Linked DNA regions of Mus musculus: regions 1, 2 and 4 are each linked to region 3. The links are chromatin contacts, called in public HiChIP or PLAC-seq and promoter capture Hi-C maps. All regions are on one chromosome and are shown on one strand. The core of a region is the stretch at or near the end of the contact, and the rest is flanking DNA. Distances in the headings are between cores, read along the strand shown. Region 1 holds the start of Sdcbp2 (syndecan binding protein (syntenin) 2). Region 2 holds the start of Psmf1 (proteasome (prosome, macropain) inhibitor subunit 1). Region 3 holds the start of Entpd6 (ectonucleoside triphosphate diphosphohydrolase 6). Region 4 has its middle 5.4 kb from the start of Gm52533.

Region 1 (2,700 bases), core at 103-2,602, 820 kb after region 3:
GAGCCTGTCTTAAAAAAGAAAAAAAAAAGAGGGACAAAGGAAAAGAAAAAGAAAGTAAACTCTGTCCTATCAACACAGTTCCTTAATTTTCCTAGGAGATTTCCAATTAGATTTTTTTTTGGGGGGGGGGGTTGTTTTTTTTGTTTTTTTTTCTTCCAAGACAGGGTTTTCCTGTATAGCCCTGGCAGTCCTGGAACTCACTCTGTAGACCAGGCTGGCCTCGAACTCAGAAGTCCACCTGCCTCTGCCTCCCAAGTGCTGGGATTAAAGGCATGCACCACCACCCCCGGCTCCAATTAGATTTTTTAAAAAAAAAATCCAAAATACTTACTGCTTTCTTAGGAAAATCATAAGTAAGGCTGGAGGGATGGTTTGATGGGTAATGTGCTTGCTATGCATATATGAGGACCTCTCCACACCCACATGAAAGTCGTGAACAGCAGGTACATTTGCACTACAGGTGCTGAGGCGGATCCCAGGGGCTTGCTGAACAGCCAGGCTAGCTTAAATGGTGAGCACTAGGTTCAGTGAGAGACCCTGTCTTAAAACTAAGGTGGAGGAGAATAGAGGAAGACTGTCAATCTCTGACTTCTACATATACACACAGGCAAAGGCAGTGTGTGTGTGTCTGTGTGTGCCCACACACACACACTTTGCTACCATTATTGGAATCTACACAACTACAAAGTGAAAAGCTCACCAGGGCCTGGAGATGTCAGGCAGCATTTGCTTAGGAGTGTAAGGCTCGGTCCCTAGCATCTCAGAAAGAATGAAAGAGAGCCGGAAAGGGGGTGGGGCTCTCTAGACTTCCTGCAGTACACACTTTTCTGAAAACAAAACCAGAGGGTATGACCTCAATGGTGATTATTCGCTGTCTCAGTATTGTTATATTTCCCCTTGGCACCTTCCTGAAATGATTTAATAATTGTGTCATCGTCTATAGATTGGTGACTCCTTTAACCAGTGTCAGGCATCTGGGATTTCTAGATTGGTTTTACTAAAAGAAACACCATGATGGATCCAGAGACTGCACTGCAATTGATTTCTAAGAAATACACTAGGTTACAACCTGCGGCCATCTTTTAAGGCCCAGGACATCTCTCTCACTGTTCTCCAGTTAACTGCCTATTGGCAGGGTGAGGCCGCCACAGTCGTGCTGACTTCCTCATAGGGCCAAGTAGCCCTAGTTCGCACCCATCTCTACAGCATCTACGCATATCAGCTGTACGCTTTAGCCCCACCCACTCGTGGGTGACTGCTCTGTTTACCGAGCCACACAGGCTTACCTGGGCCCATCCTAGTCCACGGTGAGTCAGCTGAACAAGGGGCGGGCACCACCCTTCCCAGAGCAGGAACCCAACTGGGACACAGGCGACCAGCACATGCCAGGAGGCTGCAGTGGCTGGAGAAGAGGACAGCGTGCGGAGCCAGCAGGTAAGAACAGTCCGTATCGGCTGGGATAGAGGAGCTAAACAAGACCTGCTCACAACCAATTTCTTTCCCTCCCTTGTCCTGTCTTCTAGGACTTCCTAGGTAGGTAAATTCCTTTTAATTTGCTTCACTCTTAGAAGGAAATGGGAACAAAGCTTTCCTTTTTCTGCTCCCTGGCAGGGTTTGGAGGACGTATGATTTTCTGCACTGTTCTATCTTCTACACTTACCTCTAATCTACCCTACATCCATTGGCCAGAAGGCCCTGAAGGCTATGGCTCTCTGATGCTCAGACTTTCCTTGTGGCTCCCTCTCACTCAAGAAGGGTCAAAATTCTCACCAAGCCCCATGAGCCCTCCAGGGTCTGAGCCCCTCCCATCTTCTCTGGTTTCCTCCCTCAGGGTCCTCTGAACACTGGGGGCATGCTCACCCCAGGGTCTGTGCAGTGGGCCTGACCCCCCGGAATGTTCTTGCCCACCCAATTCTTTAAGCTTTTACACAAATGTCTCTCCCCTCCACAGCAAGGCTTCCCTAATCCTACTGCCACCCTCTGCTCTCCACCCCACTTCATTCTCCTCCCCAGTTCTTCCCACCACCTGACACAGCCCACAAAGTCTTGGGGCTTTTTAATCCAGCTCTTCACTACAAAGTCCCTACATCAAAGAGTGATGATTGTGTTCACTTCTTACTGTGGGCATCCAAAACAGTGCCTGGACTTAGGAGGTGGCCCTAGGTGGGATGAGCAGACAGTTATGGAGTTGCCTATTTGTGCTAGGCACTGTGCTAAATGTTCTCCATGTGTAACCCATTTAAATAGTCTTCTCATGCCTAGATAACTCTGCTTAAAGTAACTGTTATTTTACTATAGTTACAAAATAACTATATCGGACATGGTTACAAAATAACTATATCGGACATGGAGCCTAGTCCATTCTTTGCTCTCATAGTCAGAGGCAAGCAGTAGGTTGAGCCTCTCTAAAGCCTGGCTTCTGTTCTGCCTCCCCTGGACCTTCACTGGGAGAACAGAATTTCCTGAGTCCCGTTCCCTCTGGCACAGTATAGCCCTGGAAGGAGGAGGTACATGCTTGTGGCTTAGCAACAGCCTCCTCCTTGCCGATTCACCAGATCCCTGGGCTAATTTGGCCTTACAGAAGCTATTACTCCATCACATTAACCCACGCTTCTGTTTTCTGAAGGATAGATGAGTTGTCCACAGGAACAAGTGGGAGTCCCAGAGTTCCAGCAGTTTGGAACAAAGTGTTCTTATTCT
Region 2 (2,700 bases), core at 129-2,628, 990 kb after region 3:
GCCACTGGGCTCACCCTAGTGCCTCTGGGCTAGAATGCAACCAACCAACCAACCAACCAACCAAAACTGCACACATAAACAGGTCATTCTCTCTTTATAATCTTCAGACTCCCACAACACAATGCCAATTTTTCTAACTCGTATCTATGGCCATCTCCATGGCCCTCCACTGACCTTATCTCACACGGCTACAGAGCTCTCATGGGGAGTAGCCGTGCCCTCAATAAGGAGACCAATCAATGCCTGTTTGTTCAAGTCAACAAACATGTTCTTGAGATCAAATATTACAAGCCCAGCTCTATAGCACTGGAGGCAAAAAAGCAAAGAGAAAGTGGGCAGCATGACTCTTTAGCTGCTGAGTTGGTATTACCCAGTCAAGTGCGTGCTTTGTTCCTCTCATCACCCACAGAAGGAGGGTGGCAGGAGGCAGCTAGAGGACCAACACAAATACCTGCTGAGTCCAGCAAGCATTACTAATCTGCTGGCCACAGGCTGGAAAATAAAACTCTCTAGTAGATAAATTAACAGTTAATGGCCTCTCAATTTTTAACTAATTAATTAAAAAAAATTTTTTTTTGGCTTCTACCCTGAAAACGCATACCCATCAGCAGAGAATGGAGGCAAGGGCAGCCTGAGCCCAGAAAGTACTTCAGGAGAACGGACAGCAAGAATCAAACGCAGCATTCAAGTCTGAAATCCAAACACTGTCCCCTCGAAGAAGGGGTCCTAGAATATGGCTGAGTAGGTCAAAGTTCACTGCCACACCAGTGCTTGAATCCAGATGCTTGGAGTTGAGGGTGTAGCACGGAGTATTCTACGGCAGATGCTTTGGGTAAACTGGTGGATGAGGACCTTGAGGAAGCTACTAGCCTGTCTCAGTCAGATCCACACAACCCCGGCTGTGTCGGGGACGCCTTTACACGTCCGTTCCCGAGTTTACACGCACGCTGTGCCCGTTGTCGGCACCAGCACCAGGCGCGCTAAAGTGCGGCATCAGAAGCCTCGCTCGGGCCCTGGCTTTGGCACGGTCAGGGCAGGCCTTTGGGCCTCGGGCTGCAGACTCCCCTCCACCCGCGTACCTGGTCGCCCGTGCCCAAGGCATAGTAGCCGTTTGTCACCACTTCCCAGTGCAGGAAGCAGACGAGTGCGTCCTGCGGGCAGCTCATGGATGGAGCGGCCGACGCGAAGAGAACCTCGAGACCCGCCATGGATGTTTGCGGCTTCTGTGGGAAAGGAAGAAAAGGAGGGGACTATGCAGAAAGCCGCTCCGCCTAAGAGAAGCGGGACCGCGAGCGGCAGCGACGCCTTTTGATGCCGCCTTCGCTTTCGGCTCTGTCCGCACCTGCGCGGAAAAGTGGAAACGCGGAAACGCAGAGACGCGCACCGGAAATACTTGTTGACTTTGTGCGTGCTCCGGGCTGGAAACACCTGCACCGAACTAGAAGGTTCCACTAAGAAGCGCGCAGGCTAGGGCTTATCTTCTCAAAGCCTTTTTGCCTGCAGCAGGCGACTGCTGAGTGCCAGGCTGTTCGTTCCTGGGGAGAGACTGCCTTCTACCAACTACAGTAGACTTCTCATCTGCGAAGTGGAGTGTGTACTAGGCCGGGGGAAAATTTAGGCAATCTGTCTTAGATGTTTTCATCGTAATTTATTAGCATGCCTGCAGTACTTCTTGCCTGATAGCACTTTATTCTACATGCTAAACTTTAATGCATTTATCAAAATTTCCAGATCCAGTATTATACAGTTGGTATTGATGACAGTACTCTGCCACTACATAGATTTGGAAATCGTGTCACAATCAGCCAGTGAGCAATAGAGGTGCCCCTGGGAACTGGTAATTTGGTCTCTAGGATAGCATTTATATGTATGTTGATTGCATGCTAAATCCTGTGCCAAAACCTTTACATCCCCTCTCAACAAATTCATGGGGTATATTTTATTACCCATCCTCACTTTGCGAGTGATATAAAGAGCAGAAAGAGTGAAATGACTTCACCCAAGTAAACACAGCTTTTGACCACATCTAGAGCCCAGAGATAACTGACAAATGCTAGCCACTTGTGCCCCAATCTCCATCAAGATTTTTTTAACCACCTGTTGTTTCTCCATGTTTCTTGAAGTCCAATACTTTTTTGTAGACAAATAAATTTTGCCATGTTGGTTGGTACCATGACCCAAACCATTGTCATTTTTTTTTTCTTGGTTGCCTGGCATCAGCCTTGTATGCTACACTGGTTTCACCCTACAACCAGAGAGATTCTGTTAAAACACAGGGAAGACCATGTTCCTTAGGCCCAAGCCACACCTCAAAGGCGAAGTTCACTCTAGGTCTGTCACCCTCTCACTCCACAGGCCCTGTGCCTTTCTGATATCACCTCCAAGTGTCCTTTCATTCTCTGATCTCCTTGGCTCCAGTGACCTTGACTTCTCTCAGCTCTCATGCCTAGGTTAACATGCCACAGGTCTTGCCCTGATGGAACTTTGTAGTGTTTCTTTTTAATAGACAAAAAGCAATCCAGTATGAAATCTGTCATTTGGGGGTGCTGAGAGAGCTATACAAGGCCCACAGGAAGCCTATGTTCCAAGCAAGGATCAGGAAGGGTTTCTTGGATTAAGAAATGGCCAATTGCACAGAACTCTCATGGAAGAATAAAGAAGAAATGTTCCTGTAAAAGCATATAGCATACGTGAAGGCAC
Region 3 (2,700 bases), core at 72-2,571:
AGTAGTGAGTATGACCACTTGTAAAAACTAAGACAAAAATTCTAGAGAATTTGAGAGAAGTATTGTGAAAGTGGAGAAGATGGTAAAAGATGTGAAGGCAGAAGACAGAAGCAGGGTCCTTACAGGTCCACGAACAAACTTCAAAACACTAGAAAATTAAGTCAAAACTGTGAGGTGCAGTTTTTCTACTACAAGTTAGCAAAGAACCCAGCGTTTGGAAGGACTCCACCGTTGAAGACGTGGGGAACCCATGCTTTCACACATTATTTGTAAGAGTGTTAATTAGTACAATAACTGAAGAGAAAATTGAGTCGTATCTCTGGAGTTGTATTCAAAGAGCATATAGTTTATCATAGCCAATTCCAATACTAAGACTCTCTCCCACAGCACATCCATAGTGAGTAGCAAGATAGTCAGTCCTTGGGATGCTGTAGTGCTATGTACAACAAAACAGCCAGGGAAGTGGGGAGGGGAGAGCTTTTAAGATCCGCCAAATAAGAGACCATATAGACTTCCGTTGTAATCAGATCTTGGTGGTTTTATTAAAGTGAGACAAGGCAAGGTCCAATGAGCTGCTCACATGCTGTTTACAATAGTTTCGCGGGACTAATAGCGATTGCCAACCCTACTCTCACACAGTATCCCCGCACTCTGTGGTTAGCATCCACCCACTCACTCCCTGAGTACCCCATCTTTTCATTAGAAATCCTTGCTTTTAGGCTTTCCCAGCCGATAGACAGGGATGTCCTCCAGGAACAAGACCAGTGTCCTGCACCCCAATGTATAGATGCCATCACGTGGGCAGGAAGAAGCGGAGTCCTGGTTCGGTGGGGAAAAGACAACTTGGGAGATATTCAGACAAATGAATTAGGGACATACATCCAGAGTCTCGCTGCAGTTAGGAGCTGACAACCTTGTGGCTTCTAGGAAGACATCAGAAAATATGGCCAAGGATAAAGGACGCTTGATAGCACCGCATTCTCTATTGTGAATGCATATCCTATCACGAATTCCCTTGAAAGTAAAAGAAGCAACTCGGGTGTGGAGGGATGCAGGAGGAAAGCCTACAGAAGGACGAGGTGATGGATGAGATTGAAGTAACTCCTACTCTAGTCAAGACAAGGCTCTGTTCCTCCCACACCTCAGGACTTGTTAGAAGGATCCAAGATAAGCAGGAGCTCCAGAGCCCCCTACTGGCAGAAAGAAAAATAAACACCCAAAGAGCACATGGCTATTGCGCCTGCGTGGCTGGCAAACGCCATGGCACACGCGCATCAACGCCGTCCTGCCCACCCGGTGACGCAAAGTGCACGTAGGCGGAGACAGCTTCTCGGCGTCTGCTGGGGTTTGCTTCCACGCGTTAAGGCTCTGTTGACGCGGACCGGCGCTGGAGAGCTGGGCGCGCGGTGTGTGGTCGCTGTCTGCCTCCGGCTACGCCACTACCTCTCCTGCGGGGCCGAGGGAGCCGTGCAGGGTAAGCGGGGCCAGCGAAATGTGCTTGGCCCGGAGGACTGACTACGGTTGGTCTCCCCACGCGCGCGAGGGACGGGGTTCCCCGTGGTGCAGTTCCAATGCCTGATACCTCCCTGGGCCCGGAGACAGCTCCGGGGGGAGGCCTCGGGGTCACTTGCGCTCTCGGTCCATTCAACTGGCTGTCTTTCCGACCCTGCTGCGTAGCCCTCGCACGTCTACAACACACCGTGGGACTCGTGAGCTATGCTGTAGGCCAAGCAGCAGGGGTCTCTGCCCGAGTGTAGCCCACAGCCCTGCCGCGTCCATTCATTCTGCTGGCTTGTGCTGACCCGCCCCCAGCAGAACCAGGCCCAGGCGCCTCCCCTTCTGCACTGGATAGCCCAACTGGGAGGCTCAGGAAACCGGGGAAACCCTGTGTTCTGATTGTGTGGAAGGTGGGAACGGTGGTGACATGGAAGAACTTACCAGGGGTCAGGGTGGTTCCACCTGAGTTGGTGTGTGGCCACAGGTGCTTCAGGTTAAAGGAGAGAGAAAGGTCCAGATGTAGACACCCAGAATGTAGGACAGGGAGTCAGTGAGAACACATTTTTATTTTAAAAGCATCAGGAAGTAATTGGTTTTGAGACAACATTGCTGAGTAGGTCACAGTGGACACAGCCCTTCACCCTGAGAGTATATCCCCCCCCCCCCAAAAAAAAATCAGTCACCTGAAAATACCTGGTCCTTTTGTGTCTCTGCAGATCCTGTGTGGTGAGGGGCGTAGGGAATGCTCATAGCCAGAATAGGAAACTCTCAGACAGTGAGGAAGGAGCTTCCCTAGGGAGAGGCAGAGGAATGTGATTACAGGATCTCTCCTGGGGTGCTGCAGAGCCATGAAGGGGGCTGAATACCTAGCGTTGAGGGGAGGTTTCCCCATCCCTGTTACCAGCGTTTTAACAATGTCCTTGAAAATAATGCAGCAAGCATAAAGGTAAGTCTGAATATTGCCCGCCCCCCTTCTCCTGCCCTGGAAGAAGTGTAGACTAAGATGGTGTGTATCTGAGTCCCATCTGGAGCCTCATGGACAGAACGAACCTGAGAGTTACACAGCTCTCTCTCTGTGTACTTAGGTCTGGAAGAACCTACTGGCCCATGCAGGCATAGCACCCTGCAAAAGAATCAGGAGGAGGCAGTCTTCACCGGACTGTTCATCTATCTATATCTATATCTATATACATATAGATATAG
Region 4 (2,700 bases), core at 158-2,657, 760 kb after region 3:
TTACACTTGTTCCCTGCCCTTCGGACCTTTGACTTGCAGCAGCTTCAGGCATATCCCAGCCTGGTGAAGACATCCACCATTGAAGGCATAAAAAGGATAGTAGGGACCTTGGATAGAACCTCTTCTGCCTCCTTTACTGTACTGCTTCCTGCCCTGCCCAGAGCCAGGAGCCAATGTGATACTGTGAGCTACCAAGAAGCATCCTTAGACAGGGTCTTAGAAAACAGTGTTCTCCTGGGGTTGCAACGTCTCCGGCATATTGGTTACACCGGAACCAAAGATCTGGAAAAACAAAATTGGTCATTATAAACAGAACAAGGACAACAGAGTTTGTCCTGCATATTGAGTTGCTTGGAAGGAAGTTGGCAGCACCTCTATTTCTGCACTTCACAGGGCCCAGGTCACACTTGGCAAATGGTAGGGTGCATGGGCAAGGTTCCTGGGACCATGCTCTAATGCCCAGGCTTTCCTACATAATTCAGGCCCCTTCCACTACCTGGTTTTGCCTACATCCTCAATGATTTGCAAAGGGTCCTGGGTTTTCCCCCTGCCTGTGAAGTAAATATGGATGGCAGCTGCTTGAACTTGCCCCAGTTCTGTGCCTGGCCCACAGCCAAAGGAACTGCATAGAATGGGCTCCATGCCCAGGAAGGCTGTTTCCAGCTTCAGGCTTCTGTTCTGGAGGCTCAGGTGGAAACATCTGTCCACCCAGATGGGCTTTCATCAGATACTCTAGGGCTGTTGAACTGAGGGCAGTTCTCCACTGCATCATTGTGGATCATCCTAGCATTGCATGACAAGTAGGGGAATCACTTGAAACTAAGTAGGCTGTGCTTAGCATGCATTACAATGCCTGGACATGTCTTGATCTGTCGGAAGAGTACTTCTTATTCACCAGAGTAAAGGTAAGTTAATTATGATGCCTGTTGTGGGGGATAGGATCCCACTGTTTGCTCTGGCTGGTCTGGAAGTTACTATACCTCCATGTCAGGTTTCATGATGCCTTTTCTAACAAGTGCAGTTCAAGCTTGTTCAAAGAAACATGTTTGATCTTACTACACCAACCAACTCACAAGTAGAGTTATATACATCTCTTCCTCCTTAGAAGATGATTATGGAAGGAAGGAAGGAAGCATGCAGGCAGGGACTGAGCACATTCTTGGCTTTAGATGATACTGCCGCAGTTCCTTCCAGAGTACCACTAGCTGTTTCCTGCCATCAATACAATAGAGCATGCCCCTCTCCGCCAGACTCTTCAGGGTGACTTGGAATTTACTAAGAGCAACTGGTACAAACATAGGCCCCCTGCTGCTCCCTCTTTCTAACCTGCTCTGTTCTAACCACTAGATTCAAGACAGCTACTATCTGAGACCCTTTCTCAGGCCCAAATAAAAGGTCTTCCTTCTTACAAATGGGTGTGGCTCTGTTTTAATGGTCTGACTGTCTTCCTAGCTCCTTTCAGAGAGAGCAAGCCTGAGAAGCAGGGTAGAAAGCACATGGTCGAAGCATCTTACCTGTTCCCAGTCTGAGCCAGATCTTGCACATGATCAATCTCAGTAGCTCTGTCTCCCCCCCCTCCCCCCAATATGGTATTTTTAATAATTTGGGGATTTCACACTTGCTTCCTATCCCCATTCCTCGCAGGTCCACCCTTGATCTGCATACACCCAAATTATTCCAAGTCCAATTTGTGTTTCCCATATACTCATTGGAGCATGCTCAGACTCCCAGTGGCCACCCTTAAAGAGAACTGAGTCCTTCCCCACACGGCAGCAGCCTCTCTGGCACCTGCTGGGCCTCGTGGCTGCTCCAAGGAACCTGGTAGACCCTGTGTCAGTACCTTTATCCCTCGATGCCACCTAGGTGCTACTTGCCATTAGCTCCCTGGCCAGCTTCCTTCATCTCTCATGTGGAGTAAGCAGTAATTCCATGGATCTGCCCTTAACCAACATCATGTCTCACCCAGCAGAGGGCTCCTTTCACCACATTAACCATATGCTATGGCCTGATTCTCTAGTGCCCTGTGTGCATTTGATTGTGCCTGGAAACTCCTAAGGGACCTTGCAGGATCAGCTCCTGCCTACTACTATCAGCTCCCCGACATTCTCTGGCCTGTTTATTTGCTCCTTGCCTGATACAACATATACTGTCCATTTGTGTGTGTGTTTACTTTGGCCCTCACTAGAGCCTAACCTCTACCAAGGCAGGGTGTTTGGTATTCTTCACCCACACCTGGCTATGTTCAGCAGTAGTGGGGCAGATGAAATTGAAATGGAGTTGAGATTCTTATGTAAAGGATACACCCCCACTCACAATCTTCCCAGTAGGCTCTCAGCCAGAGAGGTAGCTTTTTAAAGAACATTGGTTACTCTAGCTTCATTCTGTGCAGATGGTTTAAAAAAAAAATGCAGACTAAAACCAGATGAACTTAGGAGGTGAGACATGCTGTGAAGAGAATGTTTCAGCACCTGGCTTACCAGTTACTGCCTACTGAGAACCTGAGGTTGTTGCCAGGACTTGAGCTACCACAAAGAATGCCAGCTACTGCCATTATTTTCACACTAACTTTGTACTTTACCTCCAATGGAAAAATGGGCAGAACTACATTTGAACCATTCACTGTTGTACTGCAAAGCCAGACTTCATGGTTGTTCTGCTGTGAAAAAGGCCCAAAGGACAGAGGTGGCAGTGATGGCAAGG

Evidence for each region. Promoter capture Hi-C pulls out the DNA fragments that hold promoters and counts their contacts. HiChIP or PLAC-seq counts read pairs in DNA pulled down with a chosen protein or histone mark.
Region 1: a contact with region 3 is called in a promoter capture Hi-C map of stem cell-derived epiblast-like cells, with 4 times the contacts expected there. The contact joins the promoter of Sdcbp2 here to the promoter of Entpd6 in region 3. A contact is called at or near these places in 4 of 39 promoter capture datasets (cranial neural crest, embryonic stem cells, hippocampal neurons and 1 more), 1 of 484 Hi-C or Micro-C datasets (CD4 T cells), 1 of 115 datasets of contacts at active chromatin or transcription factors (memory CD8 T cells) and 1 of 9 other capture datasets (adipose tissue).
Region 2: a contact with region 3 is called in an H3K27ac HiChIP or PLAC-seq map of microglia, with 5 times the contacts expected there. The contact joins the promoter of Psmf1 here to the promoter of Entpd6 in region 3. A contact is called at or near these places in 2 of 39 promoter capture datasets (liver and pre-B cells), 1 of 484 Hi-C or Micro-C datasets (CD4 T cells), 1 of 115 datasets of contacts at active chromatin or transcription factors (microglia) and 1 of 9 other capture datasets (adipose tissue).
Region 4: a promoter capture Hi-C map of hippocampal neurons shows a contact between it and region 3, with 3 times the contacts expected there. The contact joins the enhancer-like site here to the promoter of Entpd6 in region 3. A contact is called at or near these places in 3 of 39 promoter capture datasets (embryonic stem cells, hippocampal neurons and liver), 2 of 115 datasets of contacts at active chromatin or transcription factors (bone marrow-derived macrophages and neural tube) and 1 of 9 other capture datasets (macrophages).

The regions. Positions count from the first base shown.
Region 1 is chr2:151,571,271-151,573,970 of GRCm38.p6, forward strand. Sdcbp2 (syndecan binding protein (syntenin) 2) reads left to right here and starts at 1,353. Exons shown (of 9, transcript NM_145535.2): 1 at 1,353-1,434. Gm39959 (a long non-coding RNA gene) reads right to left here and starts at 755. Exons shown (of 3, transcript XR_866853.2): 1 at 701-755.
Region 2 is chr2:151,739,932-151,742,631 of GRCm38.p6, forward strand. It overlaps Psmf1 (proteasome (prosome, macropain) inhibitor subunit 1), which reads right to left and starts at 1,379. Exons shown (of 7, transcript NM_212446.2): 1 at 1,080-1,379. The coding sequence starts at 1,208.
Region 3 is chr2:150,747,760-150,750,459 of GRCm38.p6, forward strand. Entpd6 (ectonucleoside triphosphate diphosphohydrolase 6) reads left to right here and starts at 1,322. Exons shown (of 14, transcript NM_172117.5): 1 at 1,322-1,474.
Region 4 is chr2:151,511,729-151,514,428 of GRCm38.p6, forward strand. No RefSeq gene overlaps it. Among named protein-coding and RNA genes, the nearest start is that of Gm52533, 5.4 kb to the right of the region's middle. Within about 2 kb of position 1,408, at least 24 of the 459 cell types and tissues checked have an H3K27ac peak or open chromatin away from gene starts, as enhancers often do. A contact at or near this core is called in hippocampal neurons, where this site is marked.